Regions from separate parts of the Zea mays genome. Here all the other regions are linked to region 1. The links are chromatin contacts, called in public Hi-C maps. All regions are on one chromosome and are shown on one strand. Each heading gives the region's core, a stretch centred on a gene start, on an enhancer-like site or on the middle of the called end of the contact. The rest is flanking DNA. Distances are from core to core; before and after follow the strand shown.

Evidence for each region. A called contact is a pair of places that touch in the nucleus more often than the background predicts.
Region 2: a contact with region 1 is called in a Hi-C map of tassel, with 3 times the contacts expected there. The contact joins the promoter of LOC103652945 here to the promoter of LOC100383322 in region 1. A contact is called at or near these places in 3 of 25 Hi-C or Micro-C datasets (bundle sheath, ear and tassel).
Region 3: a contact with region 1 is called in a Hi-C map of ear, with 5 times the contacts expected there. The contact joins the promoter of LOC100193985 here to the promoter of LOC100383322 in region 1. A contact is called at or near these places in 3 of 25 Hi-C or Micro-C datasets (ear, leaf and tassel).

The regions. Positions count from the first base shown.
Region 1 is chr4:23,617,333-23,622,376 of Zm-B73-REFERENCE-NAM-5.0, forward strand. LOC100383322 reads right to left here and starts at 2,851. Exons shown (of 12, transcript NM_001175980.2): 1 at 2,548-2,851; 2 at 1,773-2,002; 3 at 1,566-1,649; 4 at 1,382-1,437; 5 at 1,151-1,286; 6 at 931-1,027; 7 at 762-828; 8 at 565-663; 9 at 380-469; 10 at 141-295; 11 at 1-54. The coding sequence starts at 1,989.
Region 2 is chr4:23,855,668-23,860,711 of Zm-B73-REFERENCE-NAM-5.0, forward strand. It overlaps LOC103652945 (long chain base biosynthesis protein 2a), which reads right to left and starts at 2,493. Exons shown (of 13, transcript XM_020552482.3): 1 at 2,388-2,493; 2 at 2,099-2,311; 3 at 1,868-1,933. The coding sequence starts at 2,239.
Region 3 is chr4:23,807,548-23,812,591 of Zm-B73-REFERENCE-NAM-5.0, forward strand. LOC100193985 reads left to right here and starts at 2,288. Exons shown (of 1, transcript NM_001139051.1): 1 at 2,288-3,557. The coding sequence starts at 2,645. The coding sequence ends at 3,271.

The DNA of each region.
Region 1 (5,044 bases), core at 1,601-4,100:
ACATCTGGGATCTTTTTGTGCATGTTTTTCATGACACCCCAAGGAGGAGGCACCCTACGTGCAGTTGAATAGGTAAAAGATCCCGTCAGCACGCGTTTTGATTGATGTAACCGATTAGCTGTGTTGGATCAGTAGCAGACCTCGTGACAGGATTTGCCAAGCAAAAACTCAAGCAAGCCCTTTTGCTGTCTGAGAGCAGGTCATCAGCTGCAGAGAGGCAGCAGACTGCACTGATATGGTTTGCCGGTTCGCCGCCCTTGTCGAGCACCAGACCATGGTAGTAATACGCTACAGCCTGATGGGGAACACAGAGAAAAATCAACGTCAGAGATTCAGTCTTGGGTTTTTCTGAAGGGACTATGCTGTATCTTCAGACAACCTTGGCCTCCATCCACTTCCACTTGAGGAACAGCAGAAGCTTCTTCCCGTACGAGTCACTCGTATCGCATCCCGACAGACAATAGTGAGCCTGAGCATGAGAGCATAAATAAGTAGCAATATTGTTAGACGCCGAAACAACCGAAGAAAATGTCGATTGATAGGACTGTGTTGTGCAACACCGACCTGAGAAAAATAGCTGACTTGCTCACAAGCTAGCCTCCTCTTTACTGACAGCGTTGCCTTCTCACATTCAGAAGCCAAGCCAAGCTGTATTTCCACACACTGTTCTTGTGCAGTTGGGGGGCAGTAGAAGCTAGTTACAAATTCGGCCGCACCATGATACCAAAAAGAAAAGACACAAGTGTAACAGGTGAACTTACCTGAGCCAATGCCTGAATTGAGATGGCCTCAAGCATGCCCTCCTGCAAGTAACTGGGAAAACCCTTCCTGCAGTTGAAAACACAAGGCATATGATGAGCACCTGCTTGAAGGGACATTCAGAAGTGATGACTTCTCCTGGCTAGCATGCATTGGGTGGTGAGTGCGTACTTGACTTGCGCAGGTATCTGAACAAGTATGCGATGCACGGAGTAGTCTAAGCATCCCGACGCCCTGAGCAATGAATCGACGACATCCTTCTTTGCGTCTGCAGAAGCAATCACAAAGTGTCATCACTACTTGACTGTTATTTGGATTGAGAAGGTACAGAAGTTACTAGGAGTGTCAAAATAATCATGGATGTCTACTTCAAAGAGATGAACAGACAGACCTTCTGCTACCTTCCTTTCACCACCACCTTGGCTGCTCTTTGGGATGAGCAATAGGTTAGCCTCAAACAACGCAAGCATGGCCATCATGTGGACCACCGAGAGCACCTCATACCACGCGCTCGCCAGACAACACTCCTGAATAAGAAAAAAAAACATCCTGTAATCCAATCAGTAGAGGCACCCAAATAATAACAGGAACTAAAACACTAGCAAAGGTGCCAGACTCTCGCCTGGTCGTCGTCTAAGGTCTTCCATCTGAACTGTACTGACGATTCAAGACGGCTCTCTGTTCAGACCAATCAGATTTACATTGTAATTCTTTGAGTGATTAACCATGAAGATTATACAGAAGAGATTCCTCAAAAAAAAAAAAACAAAGAGATTACACAGAAGTGAACAAGAAAAGGCTGGAACCTTTCGTTGTTAAACCAAGAACAACTGGCAAGTACTCCTCTAGCGCATGCTGCAGTTCTTGAACAGCTGATACGTCCGCGTGATCTTCGCATAGCATAGGGTCGCCAATTTCAAAACAGTAAATCAGAACCTTTTACAATAACCAAGCTCAGGCGGCGAGCAGAGCAGAGCTGAGCAGTAGTAACGACAGATCAGAGATGAACATACAGATTTCTTCAGCCAGCGAGGCGACATGGGCACGGAGTGTGGAGAGTCGGTCGACAAGATCCTTGGAAACTATTCCCCTGAGCGGATGAGCTATGTCAGAGGCCACTGGGATGCGGATGGTGGGCACGAACACGGCAACCTCCTGTATGACGCTCCGGCGCTTGCGCCCCTTCCCACCTATCGTGTACTTGTCGGGGATTGATGGGCCACACCCCATCTCTTTACAGTTTCTGGGTAGCAGTCGAATTCAGAGGAGCGGAGTTGCCATCAAATGTTTTGAAACCGCATGGAGAGTTTGAGATTGACTGACTGGCTGATAATTAACAACAGTGTGAATCGAATGAAGAGAGCAGAGTCACACGGAGAAAGAAAACAACGAACTAAACTCTCGATGCAGTGAACACAGAAAAGAAATAGACAATGAATCAAACTTCAAATACTTTCAGCTGGGGAGGGTCAACTAGACTCGAGCTCATCATACCATACAAGTTTTAGAATCATATCAAAGAATTCGACAGTATGTGTTAGTAAGTAACTGCAGGTATTTTGAACACGTAGTGGTCTTGTGGATCTGAGCCCCCACACTTGATCTGGAATACTGTACGGCAACTCGACTGAACTAAGAGTTCATGTTCAGCAAAGACGAACAGAACAGATCGGCAGAACGTACGGGGTTAGCAAAAGCAGCAACCAAGATGGATGAGCATCCTATCCAAGAACATCCAGCCAATCAAGAACATGAGGCACTCTCACTCCCCCAGCCCAGTGTACTTACAGAGTGACCCAGGAAGGTTGTTGGAGCCAAGAAACCTGACGAAGTTGACCCTGCGCTGCACATCCGGTATAAAAAGGTCACACGCCACAGGACCCCCCGGCTTTATAGCTGGAGAAACGGAGGGCAAAGCGAGACAGGGATTCGGGAAGAGCAGACGCAAATGGCTGCGGTGGCCCGGCCCTGGTCAGATCGGAGAGTGGGAGATCTTGGCATAATGGCATGTAGATACCGAGGAGGGAGGAGCCGAGGACGCGGGGCGAGAGCACATGGCGAAGCCACAGGAGCGGCACCCGCCTCCTCGTCCTCGCTCCCAAGTGGAGCCTGTACTGCTGCGACTAAACTATGGCCACCGTCGTGGGAGGAGTGCAACCGCCACTGCTATTAAATTAAGAAGCATCAATGGCGCGAGTTCAACGTCTTGTTCAGAACTGTCTCTCGCAAGTTTGATCGGAAATTTAATGCATTATGGTCATTTTCTCTTGAGTTTTGAACTTCGCTTCCAACAAATTAGGTGGACCGTTTTTTTTCCAGTGGGGCACTAATTTTCTTTATTCAAGGTACAAATTAGTTCAACCTCATAATATATACTACATGCATCCTTTTTTATTCGACGTCAAATAGTGTAAAATTGAACTACAAAACGTGAAATAATAAAAATGAAGGGAGTAGTTTGTAGGCTGTCTCCAACATTCTCCCCCATATCTCCCCCAACTTCATATTCTGTGTACTATAGGGAAACAACCGTGGCAACGTTTCCGTCATGGCCCTCATGCCCTCATGGCAGGAGAGAGGCATAGCTCTATAGAGGAGCTCTAATCTTCCTTGTTCTTTAATTACTTCATTTTCTCGATATTTGAAGGGGTGCTCACTTTTAGGGATGGATATCGAGCCAGCTCGGCTCGTTATGGCTCGTTAATGTAACGAGCTAAATAACAGCTGGCTCAGCTCGGCTCGTTAGAAAGCTCGAGCTAGTTCGTTAGGCTCGCGAGTCACACAACTAAATACAAAGATCTATATACATAAATATATATATAACTGAAAAATCATATTTTAAGTGTTTAACACTACAAACCCAAAACCTTTATAATATTATTATCATAACATCGTCCTAGCGCTTCTAACTTTTAATATTAAATTAAATAACCAAATATGTACTGACTTACTGATTTATAAACCTTATTATAAGATAGCAATAAGCATCATTATAAAGTAATTCATCATCCATTCCACAAATATGTAACATTTTATTGCACAACACTAACACCATATGATGCTAGAAACGAAGTTCACGAAACCATAACCAATAATCAAATATTAAATATTCAATGTCGGTATGTAGCCATGCAATAATGCAAATATTTAAGCACATGACACATTCACATATGTCCACGTTACAGATCATAACTACGAGAAAACAAGACTACGAGAGATGAGACGACACGAACGACTAGACAAACTTGTGTTGTGGCTTAGCTCGTTTGGCTCGCGAGCTAGCTCACGAGCTAACCCGAGCTGGCTCATTAGAGAACCGAGCTAGAATGCTAGCTTGACTCACTATAAAATTAAAATGAGCCGAGTCGAGCCGAACTACTAACGAGCCGAGTCGAGCGAGTTACAGAGCCCACGAGTATTTCGTCTAGCCCTACTCACTTTCAGAGGTGCTCAATGCAACAAATGCAGCTGATGGTGTCATTCAACGTCCTCAGCAATGTGATGAAGCTAGCCCATCATAGAATGCCTCCCACAAAAAATCCAAAAGCAAAGCTGGGAGCAAGAAAAGAAGCCAGACATGAGGGCCAAAGAGCCCAGTACAGAAGTAGGGATTCTGAACTCTCCCTTGCCGCTGTTGTTATGCAAGCTTGCAGTATTTAGGGCCTGTTTGGTTTAATGACTAACTTGCCACACTTTGCCTAACTTTTCTGCCTAAGGTTAGTTCTTCAATTCGAACGACTAACCTTAGGCAAAGTGTGGCAGGTTTAGCCACGAACTAAACAGCCCCTTAGTCTACTGTTTAAATCGTCATCATGATAATGTTTAGCTAGATCCTTTTTATGTTACTATTGTCTGGGTTGGGCGTTGCCGTATTTTAGATAATCTTAATGCCTCGGCCGAAGATTTTATGCGTGTCTAAGTTTATAAGTAACATGTTAAATGATGGGATATTCCACGCACTAGTACAATTTGGCTCTATACAAGCGGTAGGCTTTTTACATCCCAGGCGGTTCGGATAGAAAACCGCCTAGGATGTCCCAGGCTATTCGGACCGACTGTGATGTATTAGTATCACAAGCGGTCCGAAATACAAACCGCTTGTGGTGCTCGATTTGTTTCACAAATGGTCCGTAATGAAAAAATCGCCTGTGATGCACTACTCGTATCACAAGCGGTTCTCAATTAGAACCGATTATGATTTGATTACCATATTAATATTTTAATTTTTAACAAAAAAAATGCAAATACAATTTAAATGAATTTTAATAGCACACATAGATAACTA
Region 2 (5,044 bases), core at 1,243-3,742, 240 kb after region 1:
ACGGTAACGACCGCTATGCAAGCAGCCCTTTTGTGCAAGCAAACCATCTGATCCATTATATCGTGATCCAACCGTATATCACATTTAACACTTAAACACTTCCACCATCAGCTCAATAATCTTTATAAAAAACCCCTAACAAATCATGACTGTATCTGTGGTTGGATCATGATCTAATGGATAAGATGGTTTGCTTTCACGCTTGTACAGAAGAACTGCTTGCATAGTAGTCGTTGCCGTAACAAACAGTCTTCTTCTCTTTTCTTACTTTTCGTTGTACGTTAGCGATGTGGCAGGGCAATAAATGATCATAGAAATTAATGCAGTTTCTGCATTGCAAATAGTGTTATATATTGGGACATGTACAAACTCATTAATTAGAAGGTCTTTTGAGGAGTCTACAAGAGTAAAGGCTATCTCTATCATGCTCATTATTAATTAGATGCCACATAGTTTTTTTTGCAAATGTGGTAAGACATTTAATAGAAGGGAGAAAAAAAAGTTGTATCATAGACAAGATACTGCTTTGGCACGGTGTCTTAGTTTGTGCCATAAAAATTAATGTTTGGGTTCATTGTCATAGACACAACATCATATCAATGGACTAGTTTAAACATATAATTATGATACTATACATTGTGGAGAGTGTATCTTTCTAGCCGTATCATACTTTTCATCATATGTGGCATTTTTGGGTATTGTAGTATGATACTTTGACTAGGAATATGACTTAAGTGAAAAAAAAACTCAACAGACAGACTCATCATGAAGTGCCCATCTCGCACGCAAAAATTTTCATGCATAAAAAGTTTAGCTTGTGTACAACCCAAGTTAATACCTATCTTTTGAGCTATCATTAGAGCTAATACAATTATGATTTAGATACATTGTGTTGTGTGGATAGAGCCTTTTAGACCGTGTTTAGCAGTTTACCCAAAACACTGTTTTTGCAATGTTCTGTACTGTTCGCAGAGTAGAGTTTGAATATGCGTATGAGGATGAGTAAGCTGCTAGAGATAGTCTTAGGGTATATATGTACAAAGGGGTATCTAGAGAGGTAAGTACAGAAAAACACAAGATACTTATTTTGGTGAAGGAACATCTCTAACATGGTTCTCTATGTCTAAAATACAGTTACAACCACATAAATAAGTTGTTCCTTGAGGGGTTCTAGTGAATAAAATATAATGCTTAAATACATTTATATGAATGAATTTCTTAGATATATCTAGCGCTCGGAGAACCGTAACATAGATTATACATATCTCTAGCTATGTCTTATGCTTAGAAAACCGATACTTAGTCTTAGGATTGCACGTGCCCTTAGGACGGAGGGAGTACACTATACACATAACATTTATGTGATATTTATGGGACACCATAGATTACAATACACTCCTCCGTGCCAAAATAGTCAATTGTTTTTGAGAAATCAATCGTTTGCTATTTTGATCAGATATATACAAGACAGATACTATGATATAGACTTATTTGGAGTGATAAGTATTATTAAAGTTTTCTACGAATCTACTCAAAAATAACGCACCGACATAAATACCAAAGCAACAAACTATAGTCTAGGACAGAATGAGTACATGCATAGCCTATGACTATGAGTGCGTAACCCGATGCAAAGAAATTTGGCAGGCACGTCTACGTTAGAATATGATTGGATGTTTTGCGCTTTATTACGCAGCTAAAGCGGAGGGAAAACCTGTTTTAATTTCTAGAGGGGGAAAAAAAGCAAAAGTAAGATCTTCGCGTAGACTAATAATATAATCAGGCTAGTTAGTGACTATCATAACAAATCACATTACCCATATTGAGCAACGAAAACCGATCGCGCTAGCATCATTCGTCACCTCACCTGAACCCGCAGGTAGAGGCGTCGCACGAAGAAATCCTCCAGGCCGACGCAGATCGGCGCGTACCCCTGCATGAATTGAAGGCAGAGGCAATGCCGCCGGGATCAGGCCACCTACCACTACCACCTCAGAAAAGTTGGAGCAGCCAAATTTAAAACTGCTGCGGGACGAGATCTCTCTTTCTCTCTCCCCCGGCGCGCGGAGGAAATTAAACCGTCCGGGGTCCGGCCGACCTGCTTGACGTCGTCGTCCTTGTTGGGTCTGAAGCAGCCGAGCAGGTGGCGGAAGAGATCCCTGAGCTGGCCGAAGGCGAAGAGCAGCCCGTAGCTGAAGAGCGTGGTCAGCGCCGTCGTGTACGCCAGCCTCCTCGCCATCGTACGTCTTGGGTTCGTCCTTGCCGCCTCGCGCGCTCGCTCGCTCGCTCGCGGGATTCTTCTCTGTGAGGACTGGAATAGCAATGCGATGGAGTTGAGGAGGAGAATGGAATGAAGGAAGAGAAGGAAAGGAGGAGCAATGGATTACTTGCACTACTAGCCCCTAGCCTCCCCTATGCAAGTACAGGAGGCTGGCTGAGGCCGTACTGGTACCGGCGGCCTACCCGCCCGCTACTGTTCTAGTAGTTACTGGTAGACATTGCATTTATAAACAGGAGGAGGATCGGAAGTGCTGGAAAGCGCGCTTATCATTACGCAGCAGCAATCAGAAAGAGGTGGTATGGCGCCGCGCGACGCGGTGGACATGCACTGGCAGAGCCCCGCCGGCCGGTAGGTCGTGGACTCGTGGGTGCAGCGCTACATGTAACCTAGCTAGAGCCTAGTCGTACGTAAAACTCTGCTCGCAAGGACCGCACCGGTGTCCTCTGTCCTATGCGGGCGACCTCACCGCCGGTACAATTGCGAATGGGGCACATGTATAGATGTCCATATGGGCCAGATCCATCGGACGGCTGGAGGCCCGGCATGTCGATGGCCTAGTGCCGACTCGATCAATCACCCGAAACCACTCTCAAGTCTGCAGGGACGTAGTCACAACTCACCTTAGACCATTCTCGAGTGCGAGACGCATTCACGCCTCGTTCAAAACCAACCTCAAGCGGGAAACGCAGTTACGGCTCGCCCGAGATCATCCTCGGGTAGGAGATGCAGTCACAGCTTGTCCAAGACCAACCTCACACGAGCAGCGCATTTCTGACTCGCCCGAGACTGTCGGTGTTTTGGGTCCGACCGCGCACCCGGGATTGTCCCTCGAGGTGCTTTTTGGAGTAGGACGGTGTTACCGACTGTAGCTCGATGGTTCATGTCGAATGCACGAGAAACAGTAGACAATCTTGTACAGGTTCGGGCCGCTTTGAGATGCGTAATACGCTACGTCCTGGTGTGGATCTTTCACGTGATGGGTTACAAGGGAGTTCTCTAGTATGGGAGATGCTAGAGAGTTGAGTAGACGACTAAGGAGTGAGATGTTTTTGAGGGGATGCCCCCTAGGCTTATATACTCGACCGTGGGGCGTTACATGCGGATATGATAACAACGTGTGCCTAAGTAATAGTGAACCGACTGAGCCTATCTTCCTATAATTCTGCCGACTTATCGCCATTCAGTTCCGATGCCTGAGGATGCAGCGCGGGAAAGTCGGGTTACTGCTGTGGATGTTGCTCGAATCTGTTGGGCCGTCTGAGCTCAAGTTGATCCGATCTTGTGTTGATCCATTTCGCCAAGCGTTCCTCCCAGGCCCACGAAGGGATGGCCTTGCGAAACATCGGGCCCAGAGCCTTTCGTGAGGTATTCTAACCTTCTAGTGGACCCGGGGGATATATGTCCCCCACAAGCCCCCAATCTTTGAGTTGATTTTGAAATAATCGGCCCAAGGATTCTAGGTCCAGCTTGCTATTTTTGAATTGGATAAAGAATACCATGAAAAATGGGCTTATCGAGTTGTTGCTTCTGAGCTCTGAGTAACTTAGTGAAATCGATCTTCTATTACCCTCTACTGTCTTTATTCATCGATCTTCGCTTTATTCTTCAGAGGTCAATGCTTTGTCTCGTGCTTACGCCTTGGAGAACAACATTCTGCTCTCTGGGGTTCAGGATTTATTGGGTGCACCGAAGGTGCACCCAATGGGTGTAGCCCCCGAGCTTCGAGTGGATTACTGAAAATAATCCGCTCGAAGGTCTTCATCTCAAGTTTTTTTAGAAATCATTTTCATCTTCATCTCGTGCTTTAGAAATCAGCATTGTCTTGTCTTCATCTCAGGCTTTAGAAATCAGCATTTTATCATTAGTTCATGCTTTAGAGATCAGCATTCTATCTTTTGGGGTTGATGATTCATTAGGTGCACCAGAGGTGCACCCAATGGGTGTAGCCCCCGAGCTTTGAGTGGATTACTAAAAATAATCCACTCAAAGGTCTTCATCTCATGCTTTTTAGAAATCATCCTTTTATCTTCGTCGAATGCCTTAGAGTTCAGCATTATATTGCCAGCTTTATGCTTTAGAAATCAGCATACAGTTTTGTCTTTGAGATCAACAACACGGTCTACCCATGTCCTATTAGGTTTTGAAATTTATTTGATCTGCGACAAATTGGACATCCGGTAGATGGCTTTTGGCTGGTCTTCATTTCGCTTTGTGCTTCAATGCTCCTGTTGATTAGACTTGTACTTCATCAGCTATTTTTGTCTTTCCTCCGATCTCCATCGATATCTTCCTTCTGTCTTGATACATTCATTGCGTATACTGTATGGATGTGACTGCTTGGAAAATCTATTGAAAATTCCTGGACGTCCCTCCCCAATGGGTGTGGGCAAGGGACGGCTTGGTGCGCTGAGCGTTTAGCAAACTGCCCCTGAGTAGTAACTTGACGTGACCGCGGGTGTAATCATATCGTCCAAGCAGTTGACTTGAGTCCCAATGGGTGTCGTGTTACGTGAAACGGCGTCAGCCGCCTGACTTGTTTCCAGACGATTTGAATTGCTTATTGAATATTTGCGACTGTTCAGTGACCGTGGTAGGAGATGAGCGGTTGCCTTCTTCCTCTATAAATAGAGCGCTTGTTGCACTGGCGTCTTCACACATCTCTCTACCGCTTGTTGCTTACTCCCTTCTCTTCTCTTCCCTTCTACTCCCCCATGGGCAAGAGCAAGAAAGGCGGAAGCTCATCGCACCATTCCGGCGACAAGC
Region 3 (5,044 bases), core at 1,038-3,537, 190 kb after region 1:
CTCCGAAGGCCACGACATCACATGAACAGGGTGCAAAAACCTCTCTGGCTGCCACGACGGCATGTACTTAGGGCTCTAGCTCCTCTCTGCTAGACACGTTAGCACACTGCTACATCCCCCATTGTACACCTGGGCCCTCTCCTTACGCCTATAAAAGGAAGGTCCAGGGCTCTCGTACGGGAGGGTTGGCCGCGCGGGAGAACGGGCCGACGCGTAAGTCTCTCGCTCTCTCTCCCACGCGGACGCTTGTAACCCCCTACTGCAAGCGCACCCGACCTGGACGCAGGACAACACGAAGGTTGCGGGTTTCCCCTTTTTGCCTGTCTCCTTCCCCCCTTCGTGCTCCGTCTCGTGCCGACCTATCTGGGCTGGGACACGCGGCGACAGTTTACTCGTCGGTCCAGGGATCCCCCGGGGTCGAAACGCCGACAATATATAACATACATTAAGTGTGGTATGAAACCATTAAAAAGGCAAAACAAATTTTAACTTGGGACAAATAGAGTATTTTTAGCATTCTCATTACTTTATCTTAGGATGTAGGATGCCACTGGTGTGTGCGCGTAGCGCTAGATATCGAGTCAGCTCGGCTCGACTAAACTCGAACTGACTCGTTAAGTTAACAAGCTGGTTCAGCTGGTTAAGAAACCGAGCCAGAGAATTATCTCGGCTCAGCTCGTTGGTGGGCTCGAGCTGGCTTGTTTAGATCGTGAGCCACAACAAAAAAAATAATATGCATATATATACAACAATATAATCAATTTTTCATTAATTCTAGATTAATTTGACGCTAGAAAAGAGTAATAGTACTCATAATTTCATATATCACATCAATTCAACATCAAATTAACGCATACCATCACTTATTAGTTTATCTAATATAAGTGTAGGTTTTGTTTTGCTGACAAACGCTAACTCGTTCGATCTGACATGCTAGCTTAGCTCGTGACAAAATTGTAACAAGTCAAGTTAAACCGAACTGAGCTAACCACGAGCAACGCGAGTTGACGAACAAGTATTTATATTTTATCTAGCACTATGGGTGCTCTTGTTTTTTTCCTTGTTGTGATTATAGATCCTACGAAGTGTCCAATAACGGGTGGTGGTCCAGATGAAGCAGGGAGAAGCTTTGTGGACGAACGCCAAGATACGAAAGCCCGTTAAGAGTTAGGTTGGCAACCATATTTTTTAAAAGCATTTGCATTTTACTAAAAGAAATTAGTTTATTTTCTCTTTTGCAGGGCGTTTGGAACCCTTTATTTTAGAGGAATTGAAATTCACTCAATAAAGTAACTTATTTAGTTTGGAATTTAACATTCCACCACTTTCCAAAGTTTATAAGTCTATCTCAAATTCATAGGTTAGAGGATCGGAAATGATTTTATGCACTAGTAGAATTTGTTTCTACTCTATAACTTATATGAAACTCTTCGTATCACTTCTCTATAGTAAAAATGTAGCACATAAATATCTCCGGCATCTTGCTAATAATATAATACAAATATATTTTACATAAAACTGAATTAGCTTAATTAATATATGCCTAAATTACTATTAATAGATTGGAATTCAATTCTAATGATCCAACGGGATGTTGGGGAAATAAGAATCTCTTGGAAAAATAGAGTTGTCAAACTAGCTCTAAAGAAGCTCGTTCCAAAGTTTGACAATTCTGGAAAGCTTCAATTTTTGTATTTGAGGAAACTTTGAACTCGGTAGGTAGAGTAGCCCCAAAACTAGGTTTTTCTTTAGCCGGGCCGGACCTGAGCATAACTTGACACGGTCTCCGACACAAAAAAAACTTTACTATGTGTTCTACATTACAGAGAATGATTTTTTCATCAGTGAACCTTGAATAGCTGGTTAGTGAGTAGGGCTTTTTCTTTGTTTCTTTACCCCCATGTTGGGCCATTTTCTGTACCTACTGTACAAAGGTGACCCCCGGCACATCTGGCAACAGGAGCCCAGGTAAGGCCCATGTCGTGGCATGGATGCGCAATGAAGTGAAAGTGAAACTGCTGCAGGGGTTGCGTTGCGGTGATGTTGCAGGCTGCGGGGACATCCGCCGCCGCCTCTACTGGCTACAGCACGTGGTACTGTGGTAGAAATCGTCACGGCTACCGGCTACAGTCCTCCGAGCTAATTTCCTTATTATGAAAGCGGCAAGGAAACGCGGCTTCCTAGCGCATCCACGTTAGAGCATTTTTCTACAGCCGCATGATCTCAATTGAATGGTCACGATCTCAATAAGACATACGACAGATCTCCAGATAGAGTAACTCCTCCAGATCCAACAGGGAATTCTAGACGCCGCCGGAAGGCACGAGGGGGCGGGGCGACGAGGGTATGGTCTCCTCCATCGCCTCCCTCCCTGCACGGAGCATTCCAGACGCCGCCTGAAGCCACGAAGAGGCCAACACGAGGAGGGTATGGTATCCTCCATCGCCTCCCTCCATCTCGCCCCCGAGGCGAATCGAGAGGCCTCGGTCCCCGCTAGTCCGGCGAGATCCGAGCGCGGCCAAATCGAGTCGGGATTCGTGGTAGCTGCAGCTCAGCGAGGCAAGATCCGGACGGCGAGCCGAGGAATCCACGCAGCGGCTAGCTCCAATAAACCCATGGCGCCACTGGCACGTGTTCTCCACTGATGGTGGACACCTCCACCTCCCCCAATTCCGCCGCTGCCGGCGGCGGCACCATCATCGACGACCTCCACGGCTTCCTCCGCCACGGTCTACACACCCACTCCTCCGTCCTCTGCGCCCACGCCTTCCTCTTCCGCCGTGGCCTCCTCCTCGGCCACCCCGTCCCCGCCGGCCTCCTCATCGCCTCCGCCTGCTCCGCCGCCTCAACGCCCGCTCACATCCTCCGCCTCATTCGCCACCTACCTCCTCCCCTACCGCTCTTCTCCCTCGATGCTGCACTCCGCGCCCTAAGCCCTCGCATCCCTTTCTCCGCCCTCCTCTCCCTCTTCGCGGCCCTCCTCCGCTCCCACCACCCGCTATTCCCCGACCACTTCTCCTTCCCGCCTCTCCTCTCTGCTGCCGCCTCTGCCACCTCTCCACGGGCAGCTCCTCCGCCGCGGCCTCCTCTTCTCTTCGCCGCCCCACGCTGCCAACGCCCTCTTCCACTTTTATGCCACTGCCGGCGGCATCTTGTCCGCCCGCTACCTGTTCGACGAAATGCCATTCAGGGACATCGCGTCCTGCAACACCCTGATGACGGCCTTAGCCAGAACACCCGGTGGCTTGGATGTCGCACGCCAGGTTTTTGAGGGAATGCACTTGAGAAATGTGGTGTCATGGAACGTCATGATTAACGGATACGTCAAGGCGAATCAGCCTGACAACCTGTGCGTTTTTGCGTCGTTTTGAGGATGATAACCTGTTGGGGCAGCCACATCATGTGCTAGCTCCAATCGAACGAACGAGCAAAGCAAGGGGGATAAGAACAAGCGAGCGAGCGAGCGAACGGACAGAAGTGGTAAGTCGGGCAAAAGCGGCGGGTCCCGGGATTTGATGAAAAAAAAACAACGGACAGAAGGGGGATTTGATTTGATGAAAAAAAACAACGCGCGCAAGGCGCGCATCAAACACTAGTAAGTGACAGCCGAGAACAGAATCCACAATCCAGGGCAAGCACGTGGTCTGGCTTAGAGATCGATTCGAGATCCTTTATCATATTTTAATTCAAATTCTATTACGAATACTATCAGATACGAATAGAAAACGGATAGTTCGAATTCAAATTTAGATTTAGATACTTACTTAATTTAGAACATAACATCATAACAAGTATTAATTTATTTTCTCGATAAATTTATAATTGGTAAAAATTATATTACAAGCAAATTATGAACAATATTACATATACATTATTTAGTTGAAACTTAGTTGAATATCATATTTAAAATAAATTATTTATACCTGGTATATTTATATTTTGGACTCTAAATATAATCTTTTTGTATATTAAGTATATTTGTATTTTGGACTCTAAAAACTCTAATAATCTAATGTATTCAAAATTAGACTTTTAAATATTAATTAAAATTTATCATTGTATATCACTAGTAATATAAGATTAACACAATCATTTATTTATGGTATAAATATTTTTTACATTTCAAATGGTGTACATCAATTTTTAGTACATTATTTAATGTTTAAAATCACTTATAATTAGTAATTAGTAATAAAAGTATGTTTAAATTGATTTTATAGAATATTTTTTCCTTTCAGATACGAATAATAATTCGGATCTCCAGACATCTGAATCCATCCTTGGTCTCGCTCGCTGATGCCACACGCCGTAACACATGGCAATAGGTAAATACTCACCAGGTATTACTATCCCATACTTATACTCACGACAAAAAATAACTCTATCAGGTCACCCATATACATTGGTGGGTATGGATTTACCCCATACCCATACCCATGTGGGTATATGTAACCCGTAACCCAAAGATTAAACATCTATCAAAATGGTATATTATACAAATGTCAAGTATATCCATCCAAATACTATTACAAAATTTCTAACATCATTTCTACTGTATGATCAACTCTATCTGTATAGGGTATCGGTTAGAGTTCATTGCTGCGGATAGCCTAAAAGCCTATAAGCGCTAACAACGCCACCGGTTACGGTAAGAGAACTTTAATAATATAGTAGTTAGCTCTTCGATATTAATACTGGACTTCACTTATCTCTCTCAAAGTTTTTTTTGTTAAACCAGCTACGAGTTTAAAGCCCGTTTTTTCTATCTCTTCTCTGTTGTCTCCTCGACCTCCGCATTTATCCTGCTTTTACCCTATTATTATACTTGCTCCCAGAGCTTCACCGACAGGGTCGTCGAAGCAACTGTTAACGCACAAGCCTAGCAAGATTGAAGACCCGGATCCCGGCCTTGCTTGCAAGCAAAAGGCTACAACTGCATTGTAGTCCCTCCAGATCCTTCCTGTCAGTCTGTCACATACCAAAGTAAATTTATAGGCTTTCACCAACCTCTATTATATCTAGGGATGAAATGGTAATCCAAAAC